4 separate regions of the Sus scrofa genome follow, and regions 2, 3 and 4 are each linked to region 1. Evidence: chromatin contacts called from public Hi-C, HiChIP or PLAC-seq and promoter capture Hi-C data. All regions are on one chromosome and are shown on one strand. Each heading gives the region's core, a stretch centred on a gene start, on an enhancer-like site or on the middle of the called end of the contact. The rest is flanking DNA. Distances are from core to core; before and after follow the strand shown.

Evidence for each region. Promoter capture Hi-C pulls out the DNA fragments that hold promoters and counts their contacts. A called contact is a pair of places that touch in the nucleus more often than the background predicts. HiChIP or PLAC-seq counts read pairs in DNA pulled down with a chosen protein or histone mark.
Region 2: a Hi-C map of subcutaneous adipose tissue shows a contact between it and region 1, with 2.1 times the contacts expected there. The contact joins the enhancer-like site here to the promoter of FLCN in region 1. A contact is called at or near these places in 3 of 47 Hi-C or Micro-C datasets (embryonic fibroblasts, retroperitoneal adipose tissue and subcutaneous adipose tissue) and 1 of 2 datasets of contacts at active chromatin or transcription factors (alveolar macrophages).
Region 3: a promoter capture Hi-C map of liver shows a contact between it and region 1, with 2.7 times the contacts expected there. The contact joins the promoter of MPRIP here to the promoter of FLCN in region 1. A contact is called at or near these places in 1 of 5 promoter capture datasets (liver), 2 of 47 Hi-C or Micro-C datasets (embryonic fibroblasts and epiblast stem cells) and 2 of 2 datasets of contacts at active chromatin or transcription factors (alveolar macrophages and skeletal muscle).
Region 4: an H3K27ac HiChIP or PLAC-seq map of alveolar macrophages shows a contact between it and region 1. The contact joins the promoter of PEMT here to the promoter of FLCN in region 1. A contact is called at or near these places in 1 of 5 promoter capture datasets (fetal liver) and 1 of 2 datasets of contacts at active chromatin or transcription factors (alveolar macrophages).

What each region holds. Positions count from the first base shown.
Region 1 is chr12:61,027,101-61,030,777 of Sscrofa11.1, forward strand. FLCN (folliculin) reads left to right here and starts at 2,086. Exons shown (of 11, transcript XR_002337421.1): 1 at 2,086-2,557.
Region 2 is chr12:61,219,942-61,223,618 of Sscrofa11.1, forward strand. No RefSeq gene overlaps it. Among named protein-coding and RNA genes, the nearest start is that of TNFRSF13B, 24 kb to the right of the region's middle. Within about 2 kb of position 2,115, at least 26 of the 83 cell types and tissues checked have an H3K27ac peak or open chromatin away from gene starts, as enhancers often do. A contact at or near this core is called in retroperitoneal adipose tissue and subcutaneous adipose tissue, where this site is marked.
Region 3 is chr12:61,184,162-61,187,838 of Sscrofa11.1, forward strand. MPRIP (myosin phosphatase Rho-interacting protein) reads right to left here and starts at 1,729. Exons shown (of 23, transcript XM_021068036.1): 1 at 1,520-1,729. The coding sequence starts at 1,642.
Region 4 is chr12:60,878,547-60,882,223 of Sscrofa11.1, forward strand. It overlaps PEMT (phosphatidylethanolamine N-methyltransferase), which reads left to right and starts at 1,821. Exons shown (of 7, transcript NM_214365.1): 1 at 1,821-1,830.

The sequences.
Region 1 (3,677 bases), core at 836-3,335:
AAATAAACACTCGTTTTGTTTTAAGAGATAATATTGAATGACTAGTTCTTGCCTTGCAACTGGCCGGATACTTACATGCATTTGTCTGATAGCCCAAACCTCTGCAGGACGTACAAGTCTTGTGTGAGTTCCACCTTCTGACATATGACCCGTTACTTGCTTGCTGTTAAGCATAACTGAAAACCCAGGAAATACTGTTGTTGCTGGAAGAGGTGAAAGCTTGGATTACTATTTATAACAGGGGATCTATTATAATACTTTTTAAAAAATGACGTGATTAGACGTATTCAGTCGAGGAGTTCCCAGCGTGACTCTTGTGACTCAGCTTGTGACTTGGGGATTAATGAACCCGACTAGCATCCATGAGGACTCGGGTTCAATTCCTGGCCTTGCTCAGTGGGTTAAGGATCGGGCGTTGCTGTGAGCTGCAGTGCAGGTCAGAAGCCGCTGGGCTCCCACTTGGCTGTGGCTGTGGCGCAGGCCAGCAGCTGCACATCTGATTCAGCTCCTAGCCTGGGGACTTCCATATACTGCGAGTGCAGCCCTAAAAAGACCAAAACACAACAAAACACTAAAAATTGTGAAAGAACATTTGTCTTCCTGGTTGAAGCAGCAGGATATGCAGTGGGATTTCTTCCCTTTAAGATGTTAAGCTCCCTTTAAATAAAAGCAGCATGGCAGCAAAGTTTGGGAAGGTTGTGTTAAGTTCTTTACTAGTGTGGAAATCAGTTGGTCAGATTTATATTCAGAATTGCTGCTGTGTCATTTTCAGGGTGAGTTTTGTTTACTGTGACAGATGTGGGAAATTTTTCTGTTAGAAATTGAAAGGCCACAGACTAGGAGGCCGCAGTCATTTCTTGCACCTTTCCACTAAGGCTTTCAAAAAGCATTTCACAAACTCTGTAAAACTCAGGCGTTGATGACAGAAGTAAACCTAGAACTCCAAATCAGTATATCCCTGTGGGGGTTTTGTTGTTGTTGTTACTGCCCCCCCCCCCGCCCCATTTTAGGGCTGCAGGTGCGGAATACGAGGTTCCCAGGCTAGGGGCCGAATCCAAGCTCTAGCCGGTGGCCTACACCACAGCCACCGAAAAGCCAGATCACAGCCACCTCTGCGACCTACAGGAATCCGAACCCGCGTCCTAATGGCTTTGTTTCTTTCTTTGTTTCCGCTGAGCTGCGATAGGAACTCCTGTGTTACTGTTTGCTTCGGAAATTATTTTTTGACTTATCAGCCAGTATGCTAAGTTCTTGGCTGTCCAATATCAAGAGGAACTGGATTGCTAGGACTAGTTAATAATATAGGGGCAATAACTGGCCTCAAAACTCCATCCCCTGTAGCCCTTAATCTTCTACCACAAGGTGCCCATCTGCGCTTTCCTCGGCTCAGAAGTGACTCCCGTGATTTGTTTTTTTGCCGCGCTTCTGGCACGCGGAAGTTCCTGGGCCGGCAATCGATCCCATAGCTACGGCAGCGAGGCGAACCGCTTCAGTGACAACACCGGATCCTTAATTGCCTGAGCCACCAGGGAACTCTCAGACCCGGTGATTTTACCCTTGGTCTAGGGCGGTCCATTGACACTCCCTCACTCTAGGCCGCCTGGCATAAGGCACTGAAGCCTTTCGGACTGACCACTATACAGTCTGAACAAAAGACGCCCAGGTTTTAGAAGATTATCTCTGGATAACCACAGTTTTTAAAGTTTGGCGCACACGCTTTCCCGTCCCACTTTCCCGGCGGCGCGGGCTTTTTGCGTCACCCGACGGCCTTCTCCCTCGACGTCGCCCTCTGTTTACGTCAGCTGGCGGACGGCCCCATGCTCGCACGCCCCACCGAAGACCGGTTCAATCGGAAATTTAATAAAAACTAATGGTGCAAGCAAAGGGAATTACAGCGCCCTTTATGGAATCGCGACATTCCCTTTTTTGTTTCTTTGGTGTGCACTGGGAATCCTAGGATAGCTATATTTTTCAAGTTTTTTTTAAAAGGTTCTTTAAATTGAAGTACCCCTCTCTCCTGTAATGGTTTCCTCCGACATCCCCCGCCCCTCCGTCTGAGCGGGCGGAACCACTCCGGAATTTTCAGAGGGTTAGCGGGCTGGGGGTAGTGGCGACGGCGTTCTGCTGGACTTCGGAGCCGCCGGGCTCTCCGGGCCTTCCCGGGGTGCGGCTCCGCGCGTTTCCTCCGCGGCCTGGGCGGTGGTACGGCCATCACCCCCTCCGCGAATCGGCCATGATACAGTCCGCGCCCCCACCCGCGGCTTGGGCGGTGGTGTGGCCCACGCCCCCACCGCCTCTGGGACGGGTGGCACGCACCGCACCCCCTCCGCCAGGCGGGCCATGGTACGGCCCGAGCCCCCACTAAACCTCTGGGCGTTGGTACGGCCCGCACCCCCACCCGCGGCCGGGGCAGTGGTACGGCCCGGGCGAGTCACGCGCCTGGGGGCGGGCGCCGTGCAGCCGCGGGGGAGGAGGTGACGGCGCGGCCCCGGACCCCGAGGGCAGCCCCAGGGGCTTCAGGACTCCGCCGGCGTCTGGCGTCGCCCTGGTCTGTCCGGTTAGTTGACCCGCGGGTTCGGGGCAAGGGGAGGGAGCCGGCCGGCGAGGCCGGGCTGAGGGGCGCGTCGGCGTCGCCGCCCCCGCCCGGGGTCCCGCGGGCCCTGGAGGTGAGGGGCCGTCGGGTGTGGCGGGTGCGGTCCGGCGCGCCCGGTCGGGGGAGGCAGGTTCGGCCCGGGGGTGGGTCGCGGCGGCCCCGGGGGGCCGGGGGCCGGGAGGAGTCCCCGCGGGAGGCGATGGGTCGCCAGCCGGGGGACACCGGGCACAATCCGCGGGGGCCGTCGGGGCCGTCGGGGCGGACGTGTCGGGGGCACCAGCCTGTCGGTGGTTGAGTGCCGGTGCCCGCGACGCCGCGTGTGTCCCCTGTGTGTACAGCGAGGCTGCGGGCCGGCAGCCGCCCTGCGCCGGGTCCTCGCAGCGTCGGCCCTCTGCGGCGGCTGCAGTTAACCCCGGGCCTGGGGCGCACCCCGGGAGGGCAGCGTCGTCCCGCGCGCCGGCCCCGGCGGGAGGGCGGGGGTTGAGCTTCTGCGTGGAGTGTGAAGGGGAGGAGGCCGTCGGGCGGGCGGACGTTTCTGCCTTTTGCTCGGATCCTGGAAAGCCCGGGCGCCCGGCGGAGACGGGGGTGGGGTGGGGGGTCCATAGAGAGCTGCCCGCTGTTCCGGCCCCGGCGGCGGTTCCCTCCCCGCGGTGAGGCTTGGCCTGTGCAGCTCAGCTTCGGGCGGCGCCCAGGGGCTTCGGGCGGCGCCCAGGGGCTTCGGTGCCTCCTGGCCGTCGCCCGGCCGGGCCTGGAGACGGGCCTTTTCCCGCTTCCACAGGCGGCGGGCTCGCAGGCTTTGCCCTGGGCTGCCTCACTGCCCTGCGGTGGCTCCTGGGCCGGGGCCCCCGGGGACCAAAGAGAGGTCAGGCGGGAGTGTTTTTCACCTAAAGATTGACAAGGGGGACTTCCCTGCGGCCTCCGTCGCTGTCGCCACTGCGGCCCAGGTCACTGCTGCGGTTCAGGTTCAGCCTCTGGCTGGCGAACTTCTGCGTGCCAGCGGTGTGGCCGCAGAGAAGCAAGAGATGAAAAGCTAAGAGGAGTCGCCCGTTTTGATTGCGGATGCTGGATGCTGGGAAGGAGCTGA
Region 2 (3,677 bases), core at 865-3,364, 190 kb after region 1:
GCTCCAGGAGCCCAGGTGAGGGTGCAGGGCTGCGTCCTGGTGGAAGCACCTGCAGCAGCCAGGTGGGGGAGGGTCTGATGGGGGGACCTGGCATGAACCCCGCTCACACACCCCTGAGAGGCGGGGGCGGGGGGCGGGGGGGACCAAAGCCCAAGGAAGGAGCGTGACCCGTCCAAGTGTCAGAGCTGGGACGCGGCCCCTGACCTGAATGTCACCAGATACCCAGGTTACCCAAGGCAGCCTCACTCCTTCCCTGCTCAGTCAATAAAACAGCAAGCACTTGCTGACTGCTTACTGTATGCAAAGCCTGAGCCAGCCCTGTAGACAGGGGCACCTGCCCTCGGTGTTCCTCCCGAGATGAGCCTCAGGCTCACCCTGTCACTGTCCCCGCATGATGTCGCAGGAGGTGGGCAATCTAAGGTGTAACCTGGGTATGGAAGCTCTGTGCCTCCGGAAATGCGGGCGACGAGGCCTGGGCGGGATTCAGGAGAGGTGGGCTGGCGAGGCCTGTGGGCTGAGCCCGGCATTAACCAGGTGGGACCAGCTTCTCCTTGGAGTGAAGGGGTGACTTGTCACTGAGCAGCCTGTGGTTCAGGAGGTGCAGCTGGGAGAGCCCTGGAGGGCTTGTGGGCACATCACAGTGGAGGTGGGGGCTGCAGGCCGGCAGAGCGGGAGCCCCGACAAGTCCCAGCTCTACTGGAATTTTACCACTGATTGGCTGTGTGATCTTGGGCAAGTTAATAAACCTCTCTGGGCTCCATTTTCTTACCTATAAAATGAAAGGAGGCATCTTGGAGAGCTTGGGAGGGTTAGTGAGTTACCGGAAGGGTAGCTGGCACACAGCAGACGCCCACAGGGACGGTGACAGTGGTGGTTCACGTAGGGCAGGCCTGCCTGGAGTGGAGGCCTCCCTCCTGGCCTTGGGAAGGAAACGTCCTCCACGGGGTCCCGTCCTGCCGCACACAGGAGGTGGACCCAGACAGTGAGGCTTCAGAATCCTGGTTCTTAACACAATTCTCCTGCCGAGAGGAGGCGCCACGGGCAGCCCTCCGTAGGCAGCCCCCCAGGACCTAGTGCTGTTATTGGCCCGGTTGTTGTCTGGGTGGAAAAAACCACACTTTGAAGGCCCCTCCTGGATCCTGCCTCCCAGGACTCCACGTGTAGTCACAGGTGGCCTGGTGAGCATGCTTCCTCCAGTGAGGCAAAGAGTTTCAAAAGATGTCGACACACTCGGAGTTCCCATGATGGCTCAGTGGGTTAAGAGCCCGATTAGTATTCATGACAACATGGGTTTGATTCCCTGGCCCCGCTCAGCGGGTTAAGGATCTGGCATTGCCGTGATGTGTGGTGCAGGTCACAGACATGGCTCAGATCTGGAGACGCTGTGGCTGTGGTGTAGGCCGGCAATTGCAGTTCTGATTTGATCAATCCCTAGCCCCCGGGCATCGGTGTGCCAGAGGTGTGGCCCTAAAAAAAAAAAGGATGTAGGCAAATACTCCTGGGCCAATGAGGTCCTCTAAGAACCCCCCACTCTCTGCCTGTCACACTATCCCTTACCGATGGTCTTTCAGTTTCTATTTGCATACCTCTGGGGACAGTGGGCTCACCACCTATCGAGATTGCCTTTCTAATCATTTGAAAGCTTGTCTCTATCCTGAGCCTATAGCTGCCCCTTCGCTGGCCTGGCTCTGCCTTCCAGGAGGCAGTAAAAACCTGCTGGCATATGGGAGGGCAGAAGCCCGGACAGTGTGACCACAGAGCTGACACCAGCTTTTGCCCAGCGGGTCTTGGACTGCTGGGCTGCCAGCAGACCAGGCAGAGCAATTCTTCACCTCTTCTTCCTCCTCCTCTGCCCCCAAACGCACCAGGCAGCTTTGAAGCCTCTGTGTGTCACACGAACGCAGTTACATAAACATTACATGTGCAAGATTTCAAGGATCATAAGTGATGATGTTTCAAGGTAAAAAGGTTCTTTGTCTTTTCTCTTTTTTTTTGCAAGAAGACATCTGAATATGGAGCCTTTTTAGGAAGAAGAGTGACAGGCGGGGGTGGTTCTGTTTCGGAAGCCTGCCTTCCCGGGCTCCCCCGCTCAGCTGGCCGCCTGCAGGATGAATCTGCGGCAGATCTGAGCTGCTTTCCCGGCTCTGGGTCTGGCATGCACGTTGCAAGCACAGGCCACACTGCTGATGCCGCGGTGCCTGCTGGATCTCCGACAGGGGCACCCACGCTTCCAGGGGCCTGAAGAAACAGGCACTGGGAGGACAGAGCCTCCCACCTGCACTTGCACACAAATGTTCAAAGCAGCGTGATTCACAGGAGCCAGACGGTGGAAGCAACCAAGTGTCCATCCACAGATGAGGAGAAATGGGGTCCACACCAGCAATGGGAGGTTGGGCGGCTGTCAAAAGACAGGAAATTCAGACACACACACACACACACACACACACACACGCTACGACGCGGATGAAGCTGAAGACATTGTGCTGAGCGCGATAAGCCAGAAGCGAAAGGACAAACACTGCATGATTCCCCCTCTGAGACACCCAGAGGTCCCATCCACGGGGACAGGAGGAAGCCCGGTGGACAGGGGCTGTGCGGGGCGGGGGGGATGCGGGCTTAAGGGGGCCGAGTTCCGCTTTGGGAAGACGACACAGCTCTGGAGGTGACGGTGCCAAAGGTCGCCCAACACCCTGCACACCTAATGCCCCCAAAGTGAACCCTGAAAAACGTTAACACGGCGAAGTCTGTGTTCTGCGTGCTGTATCACAACGAAAAAAACGGAAACAACAAGCCCCCAAATAAACACCAAAATCACCCGGGGTTTCGGGGCTGTCAGTCCTCCCTGGGGGCGGAGCCTCCCCCGCTCCGCGAACTCCAGCGTTTCCTACGGGAAATCGGGAAACCGAGGCAGGGAGAGGCGTCGGCGCGGGGGCGGCGGGCGCCAGGCTTCAGTCTCGCCGCCCGGTCTTTGCCTCCCGGGGGGCCAGGTGTTCTCGGACCCCCCGAGCCGGGCCTGGAGAGGGAGGACGGTGGGCTGCGCGCGCGCCCTCCCGGGGGTTAGACACGCTCCATCCTCACGCAGGTGGGTGGGAGCCCCGACAAGGGCCGCGGCATCGGGGACTGGCCCGGGCGGAGCCTGCAGGGCGCTCTCCACGCCCCGCGACCGTGGATCACCCGCCGCACCGGCCACACCGGGCCGGGGCCGCCGAGCGGCCAGGGCGCCACCTGCTGGTGGAGGCGGGGGGCGCGCGGGGCCGGCTTCCTCCCGCCGCGGGGCTCTGTGCGGCCTCCTGGGCGCAGAGAGCATCAGACAGAGTTCCATTCCCTGGCAGTGCGGAGGGGAAGAGACCCCTCCGACAGCCAGGGGCGGGGTCGTCCCCGGCCTCCCCAGCCCGCGTCTCTGCTCCTGCGCCTGCGCCCACGCTTCCCTCTTCCTGTGAGGACGCAAGTCATTGGACCCGGCACCGCCTCGTGTCAACTGGATCACACCTACAAAGGTCCCACTTCCAGGCGAGGCTACGTCAGAGGCCAGGCACGCTGTGGAACCCAGCAGAGGCCTCCCCTGATGCTGCCTCCTCCAGGCAGCCCTCCCGGACCCCTGGGACCAGCCCTGTCTTCCGCACCCAGCACCTCCCTGCGAGGGACGCGCTGGCTGTGAGGCTGTTCCTGCCTCCCCT
Region 3 (3,677 bases), core at 479-2,978, 160 kb after region 1:
GGTGGCCTCAGTGATTGCTGATCTATCTTCCAGCCTGGACGGTCTAAAATAAGCTCGGGGGCGGGAGGGGCAGCAGGAAGCAGGGACTTGGGGGAGACTGGTGGGAACCGATTGGCTGAGGGTTTCCAATGGAGCCCCGAGGATGAGAGGAACAGGCTGGGGGAGGGCCGGATGCAGGGAGCAGCAGCTGAGGCTGCTGGCAGCCGCCCGAGTCTCTCTCCTCTTTTCAAGAGCAGCTTCTTCCTGAAAGATCCCAGGAGGTGGAAGCCCGGCCTCATCTCTCCCAGCACAAATAACCCCACTCATTTCAGAAACTACCATTCCAGTTGGGCCCTGGAGGGCCCAGGCCTGCTTCAAAACCCACACTTCCCCTGGGAAGAAGGAGAAAGAGCAACACACTGGAAATGTGCAACACCTCCTGCTCCTCTGAACCCACCTAATAAACAGATTTTTTTTCAACAGATTTAACTCGAATATGCAGATTCCATTCTAGTCCACCCAAATTTAAGAAATGGAAAGCAAGCCCCATGAGGTGTAAACACGCAATTGAGGCAGCGGCCCGGGATAACCAGAAAACTCTCCGAGAATAACCTTGCCAAGCCCAGAAACTTCCTAAATCCAAGTGTACGGGTCTGTAAGCAACTTTCTGTCTGCTTATTTTTTGAAAAGTTTAAGAAGGTCTCATGCCTTGCTTTTCACAACCGCCTGGAGGGGGGGAGAGCCAGGGACCCCTGCTCCCAATTTGTGGGAACGGAAAGGAAACTACCCAGAGGCGAAGGGACCTGCTCAAGGTCACGCGGCTCAGAGTGACAGCGGAGACCAGAAGCTGGATCTCCCGAGTCCCGGTGCGGGGCCCGCATCACCGCCTACGCGGCCGCCCAGAGAGCCCCGCAGCGCCGAGGAGGGGCCCTCGGAAGCCCGCCGCACAGCCCGGAGCACGCCCCGCAAACAGCTCCGCGGGCCCTCGGGGCGCGACCCGGGCTCCGCGGCCTGGGGGCTCCGCGGCCTGGGGGCTCCGGTCAGGGGGCGGCACGTCCCGGGCCGCCGCCGCCGGCCCCGTAAGCGCCAAGGCCGGTGGGCACTCCAGCGGCGGAGGAAGGGCCAGGCCGGTCCGCTCGGAAGCAGCGTGTCCGCGGCAGGAGCGGCCGCAACTAGGTCAGCGGGGCCGCAATGGGAAGGGGGCTCCCGGCCTCGCTCAGGGCCGCCCGGGGACGCTCGGGGAGCACGGCGGCCGGGAGAGGGCGCGGGGCGGGGGCGGGCCGTCGGGCGCGGCCGGGAGCCCGGCCGCGGAGGGACCGGCGCGGGGAGAGGCCGGCGCGGCGACCCGGGGCGCCCGGGAGAGACGAGACCCCGCTCCGGCCGCGCCGCCCGGCCCGAGTGCGGCCCCGCGCTTTGTTCCCGCGCTCGGCCGGGCGCCTCGAGCCTCCGAAACGCATGAGTCACCGGGCGGCGGGCGCAGGGCGCCGCTTTGTCCGCCCCGCCCGCCGCCCGCCGCCCGCCGCCGGCCGCGGGCGCTCACCTGCGTCAGGTCCTCGTCGTTGAGCAGATGCGACTCGCGGGGCTTGAAGCAGTTCTGACACTTGCTCTTGTTGAAGATGTTGGCCTGGAATTTCCTGCACGGGTTCTCCTTGGCGGCCGACATGGCCGGGCGCGGGCTCAGGCCGGGAGCCGCCGCATCCCCGGCCGCCGCCTCCAGCCGCGCACGCAGGCCGGCGCCTCACAGAGCGCGCGGCCCCCGCCGCCCGCCCGCGCCGCCGCCGCCGCCGCCGCCCGCCGGCCCCGGGCCCATGGACGCGGCCAAGCGCGCCCGCTCCCGCTCCCAAAGCGCCCGCCGGTCGCCGCGCTCGGTGCCCGCGCCGCCCTGGGCGCCCGCGGCCGCAGCGAAGGGGAGCGGAGCGCCGGGCGCACTCGGGGGCGGCGGGCGCGCGCGAGGGAGCGACAGGCCAGCGCGCGGGGCGGGGCCGCACGCGGGGCGGGGCCGCGTCCCGGCGCGATTGGCGGCCCAGCGGGCCAATGGCAGCTGGGCGCCGCGGCTAACAAAGAAACCTTCCTGCGAATGGGAGCCGGGGGAGGGACAAAGGCGGCCGGGCGCAAGGTAACTTGTGTAGGCGGGGAAAGGCGGGGCGCGGCGGGACGTTCAGGCTTGGTGGACGGGCGCGCGGCCGCCGGCCCTGACAGCTGCGGGGGCGGGGCCGGCGGGGCGGGGCGGGGCCGGCGGGGCGGGGCCGGCGGGCTGGTGCTGCAAACAGCTTTTCCAACCTGGCTCTCTTGCGCCCACGTGGAGCGGATTAGCTTGACACCCACCGCACCCACTGTGCGCGGGCCACGCGCGGTGGTCAGCAAGGCTGCAGAGTGTTACAAGTGCTTGATATGCATGAGCTCAGTGAAGGCGCACAGCCTCCCCATCACCATCCCGTTTTACACGGGCGGACACTGAGGCACATAGAAATTAAGACGAGGGAGGTAGGGTTTCAGGGGGTGACTCAGAGACATCAGCCTGGAAGAGCTGTCAGTTCTATTGCGGGAGATTAGTAAGGGCTGACGCGATGCCAGGTACTGAGCCAGGCACTCCTGCCCTCATTACGCACTTGAGGAAATTAAGGCTCCAACGCTTCCAAGCAATTTGTGCCACGTAGTTCTACTAGGTGGGCGAACCGTCCCTCCAGTCCTCCACCGTCCAGTCTCCGAGCCAGGAGACCACTTAGAGAAGACTGAAGGAGGTGTGGACAAAAGGCTCAGCAGCTCAGAGAGGGAGTCCTTGGGGAAATTAAAGAGGAGAGGAAATTCAGGCCGAGCGTGAGTCGAGAGGGGCTGGGGTGGAGGTGGAGGAAGAAGGAGCAGGACTGACCACGCTGAGGCCTTCGTGAGGGCCCGGTCATCCAGGGCCCTGGGGTCCAAGCCCAGGCTGGTAAGGTCATCCTACTGGCAGCGAGGAGCCCAGCGCCGGGGTTTCCAAATCAGGGCTTGAGCCAGCTCAGCCCTCGCAGAGGAGGTGACACTGAAGCATGTGCTAGGGTCAGTGACAGCAGCTGTTGCTTAGAGAATGGAAGGTTTTCGGAGAAGCAGCGAAGGCTTCCAGAGCTGTGTACTTTTCCACTGAGCCTCCTGCAAACATCCCAGGGAGGCGGATGTCATGTTCGTGTAAGAAAGTACTTTGCTCCAAAGCGAGCTGAAGAACGGAGAATCCAAGTCCCGCGGCCGCCTGTGGGGAAGGCCAGCCCCAGCCTGGCCGGCCCTTGGCCCTGGGCGAGTGCCTTCACCTGCCTGCTGCCTCCGTTACCTCATCCACAAAACTGGCATGAGTGTGTGCTTGCCGTGAGTGTCACATGATATAATGCTTGTAAACGATTTAGCACCGTGCCAAAATGTTAATTGGTGAATCTAGGCAAAGGGTGTTTATTGTCCTACCCTCGCGGCTTTTCTGTGGGTTTAAATTTTTGCAAAATAAAAAAGTGTGTGTGTGTAGTGGGGGAGACAGACAATTCTTGCCTACACAGAATACTCAGAAACTGATACCACGGGTGGCCTCTGGGGAGGGAGCTGGGTGGTTGAGAGGTGACCTACTTTTAATTTTCACTGTGCGCCCTCTTCTTTCTTTGGATTCAGTGTTGTGTGCATGTATAACTTGCTCTAAAATAATTCTCAAAAGTCCTACCCATGCCTCAAGGTCATCTCAC
Region 4 (3,677 bases), core at 571-3,070, 150 kb before region 1:
CCCTGGAGCCGACAGGAGACATTCTGATAAATGGCTCCGGGAATCTGAAGAGCTATGAGGCTGGGGCAGAGAGAGATAACCCTGTTTGTTAAAGCTTCGGGAAGGGGGACTTTGGGAGCAAACATCCTGCCCACCAGAGCAGCAGCTGCCTCAGAAGTGACTCTTCTGTTTGCTGGGGATGCCGCAGAGCACTCTCGGGAGAGAGGCTGGCTGGGTGGCGTCCCTGCAAGCTCAGGCCCGGGTGTGTTCAAAGCACCAGGCGAACACTTCTGCCCCCAAATATCTTTGGCGGCAGGTTTTGTGCTCACGCTGGAAGCGGGGTCTCGCTTTTGTGGTCAGCGTGTGCCCCTTGCGGGGGTGCGGGATGGCAGTGGACTCTTCCGGTTGCATCAGCTCTGGTGACCTCTGACATTTACCTTTCTTCGTTCCCAGACAAACCACACACAAAACCCAATTTCTCTGGCTTAATAAAAGAACGGGCGTAGGCAGGGAGAAAACGGGCCTGGGTGGGTGGTGCTGGCTGGGGGCCCTTCCCCCTTGGCAGGCCCCCCAGAATTGGCTCTGGTTCTGCCTGGACTCCCTGAGCGGGAGCATGACGAGCGGTGGTCAGTGGGCACACCGGTCCTGCAGCGCCTGCCGTGCGCGCAGCCCAGTCATGCCCAGTGGTTGTTAAGCACTTCCCACTGGTCCGCGTGATGGGTTTTACCAACAGGTATTTCCTTTTCACTTTCGAGGACACGAAAGTTGTCTGCAGTCCGAGAGCCAGTGCTCGCCCCCAGGCCAGTGTCCTTCCTGTCTCACCGTGGGCCTGCCTATCCTAGGGATGCTGCGGAGGCCACCGCAGGGGCCCGCACACCGGGTCTGCTCACAAATGCTCCAGACCGGCCGGTGCTGAGGGCCAAGGGGTGAGAAGTGGGCTTGAATCAGGGAGAGCTGGCTTTACAGAGGGGCTGCCTGGGCTCCCATCCCAGACAAGGGAATCTCCATTTCCCAGGTACATGGCACCTAGCTCAAAGGGGCTGTCTTGGGACCAAACCATCCAAAATCCCACCTACTTTTCTTTTCCTTTTTTTTTTTTTTTTTTGTCTTTTTAGGGCTACACCCGCGGCATGTGGAGGTTCTCAGGCTAGGGGTCCAATCGGAGCTGTACCGCCAGCGTATGCCAGAGCCACAGCATCGCGGGATCCAAGCCACGACTGCAACCTACACCACAGTTCACGGCAACGCCGGATCCCTAACCCACTGAGCGAGGCCAGGGATCGAACCCGCAACCTCGTGATTCCTAGTCGGATTCCTTTCCCCTGCGCCGCGACGGGAACTCCCCACCTACTTTTCCGAACTCCGTCGTTCCCCCTATCTCCCGTCCACCACTACTCCAGCCTTTTCCGGATTCCAGAAGGACCCCTCCGGTCTCCAGGCACCTGCACAGGTGGTCTCTCTTCCTGCCCCTGCAGTTTGCATGTCTGGCACCTCCTGCACTCAGGCCTCCCTCTGAGACCTTCCCGAAGCATTCCAGGGCAGGGGCCCCGGTGACCATCCGACCCAGCCCCCTCCCCCCAACACACCCCGCTTTTCCTGCTAGGCGCTCTTCCCCCAGGCGACAACGAGGGCAGCCCCGGTGAGTGCTCGAGGGGGAGTGGAGGAGGGTCGCCAACCGCGGGGCGGGAGCTGCGGGGAGTGCCCGCCCCCAGGCACAGGCAGCCTCAGGAGGGGCGGGGGGCCGAGCCGGCCAAAGTCCAGGTCCGCAGGGGCTGCGCAGAGCGCTACTTAAGCCTACGACCCGCCGCCGCCGGCCTCTAGCCCGCCGCCGGCCAAGGACAGGGACACCAGGTCAGTTGGCAGGACAGGTGGGGAGCCGGGGGCCGAGGGGACACCGAGCCCGGCGGCCTCGAGGCCGCCGCGGGACTGGCGGGCGCCGCAGCGCGCGGCCCTGGGATTTGTAGTAGGTCTCGGTTCCGCGAGAGGCTTGCGCGAGCCCGGGAGCGCGGCCCTGCGCGGAAACGGGGACTACATTTCCCAGAAGGCCAAGGAAGCGGGGGTCATCGGGAAAGCGCCCCGCCGGCGGCGCTTCATGGGCCGCCATGGGGGCCGGTTCTGCGGGCCGGGGGCTCCCGCGAGGCCCGCGCGGCAACCCCTGCAAGGCGGCCCGCGGCCGGGGGCTCCGGCGAGCGAGGACCATGCGGGACCCGGGGGCGGCGCCCGACTGCTGCGGGGGCTTCGGCAACCTGGACCTCAGGCAGGTACCGACCGCGCCGGCCGCTGGGCGGGAGAGGGCTCGCCAGGCCCTCCAGGTCCGCGGCTGGCCTCGCTGCCTCCGACTCCTGGGGGCGGGGCTGCCGTTACCAGGCGACGGGGCGGGGCGGGCCGGGGGCGGGGCTTCCGTTACCAGGCAACGGGGCGGGGCGGGGCGGGGCTGCGCGAGCCCTTGCGGGGAGGCGGCGCCCGGAGCCGCTGGAGCAGCCCCTTCTCTTCCGAGACCCGCACGAGAGGGGCGGCGCGGGGGGGGCCGGTGCCGGGGGCCCGCCGCCCCCGCGCTGTCCCGCCCGCGCTCGGAGCCGCCTCTGAGCCACTTCCTTCACCTGTCAGCGTCAGCGTCCTCCGTGGAGTCCCCAGAGGTCTCAGCTCCAGTCCAGTCCCCAGCCCAGCGGGTCCCGATTTAGAGCCAGGTGCAGAGACCTGGGACAAAAACCTCAGAGTTGAGCTCTGTTTCATTTGGGGGCCTTACTGAGGACTGTAGCCCAGGAAGCAGCCCCTCAGCAGCTCTGAGGGTCTGTCGGGAGAAGTAAGGGAGGGGCCGGGATCTCTAGGAGTTTTTGCTGGGACCCCCCCCCCCCCAGGGCAATCCCACATCAGAAGATGACTGCTGGGAGTTCCTGGGGTGGCCTAGCGGGGTAAAAACCGACACAGTGTTTGTGAAGATGTGGGTTGAACCCCTGGCCTCGCTCAGTGGGTTGAGGTCCAGCCTTGCCGCAAGCTGCAGCATAGGTCGCGGGTGTGGCTCCGATCCCACGTTGCTGTGGTTGTGGGGTAGGCCAGCAGCTGCGTCTCAGATGAGACCCCTCGCCTGGGAACTTCCATGTGCCACAGGAGCTGCTGCATAAAGAAAAAAAGATGACTGCTAGGCACCCAAAAAACCAGACACGTCACTCACGATTCGAGCGCTTTTCTTTGCACAGGAAAATGCACGAGCCTGGGCTCCCTGAAATTCTTGCTTAGATTTGCATCTTAACTGTCGAGGGCCAGTGTCCAGTTCTTCCTCCGTTCCGAGTCCCCTCGGGCCACGTGGCTGGATGGGGGCGACATTCTTTGTTTTCTGGAATGGGCAGGTGACATTCTTCGTCCATTTCAGTGTTGGAGGTGGGCTCTCACTGGCCTTTCACTCCAGGGAGCCTGGAAACAAAATTCTGTTGGAGATAAGGCTGGCTCGCCTTTTCGGAGGAGCTGGTGCGGGGGTGGGGGGTGGGATTGAGATCCGGACACGCCGGTTCCCCTTCTGAGCAGGGGCCTCTTCTCTGAGATCAGATCCGATTGGGAAGGTGCGGGGTCGGGGTGGGGAGCAGCAGAGCAAAGCCTCGGAGGGGGGTGTTGTTGGAGAACCAGGTGAAGCCTCGCATCTGTCCAGAGTGCAGGCCTGTCCCGGGGCACAGGCGGGACAGAGAGAGGAAGAGACATTATTT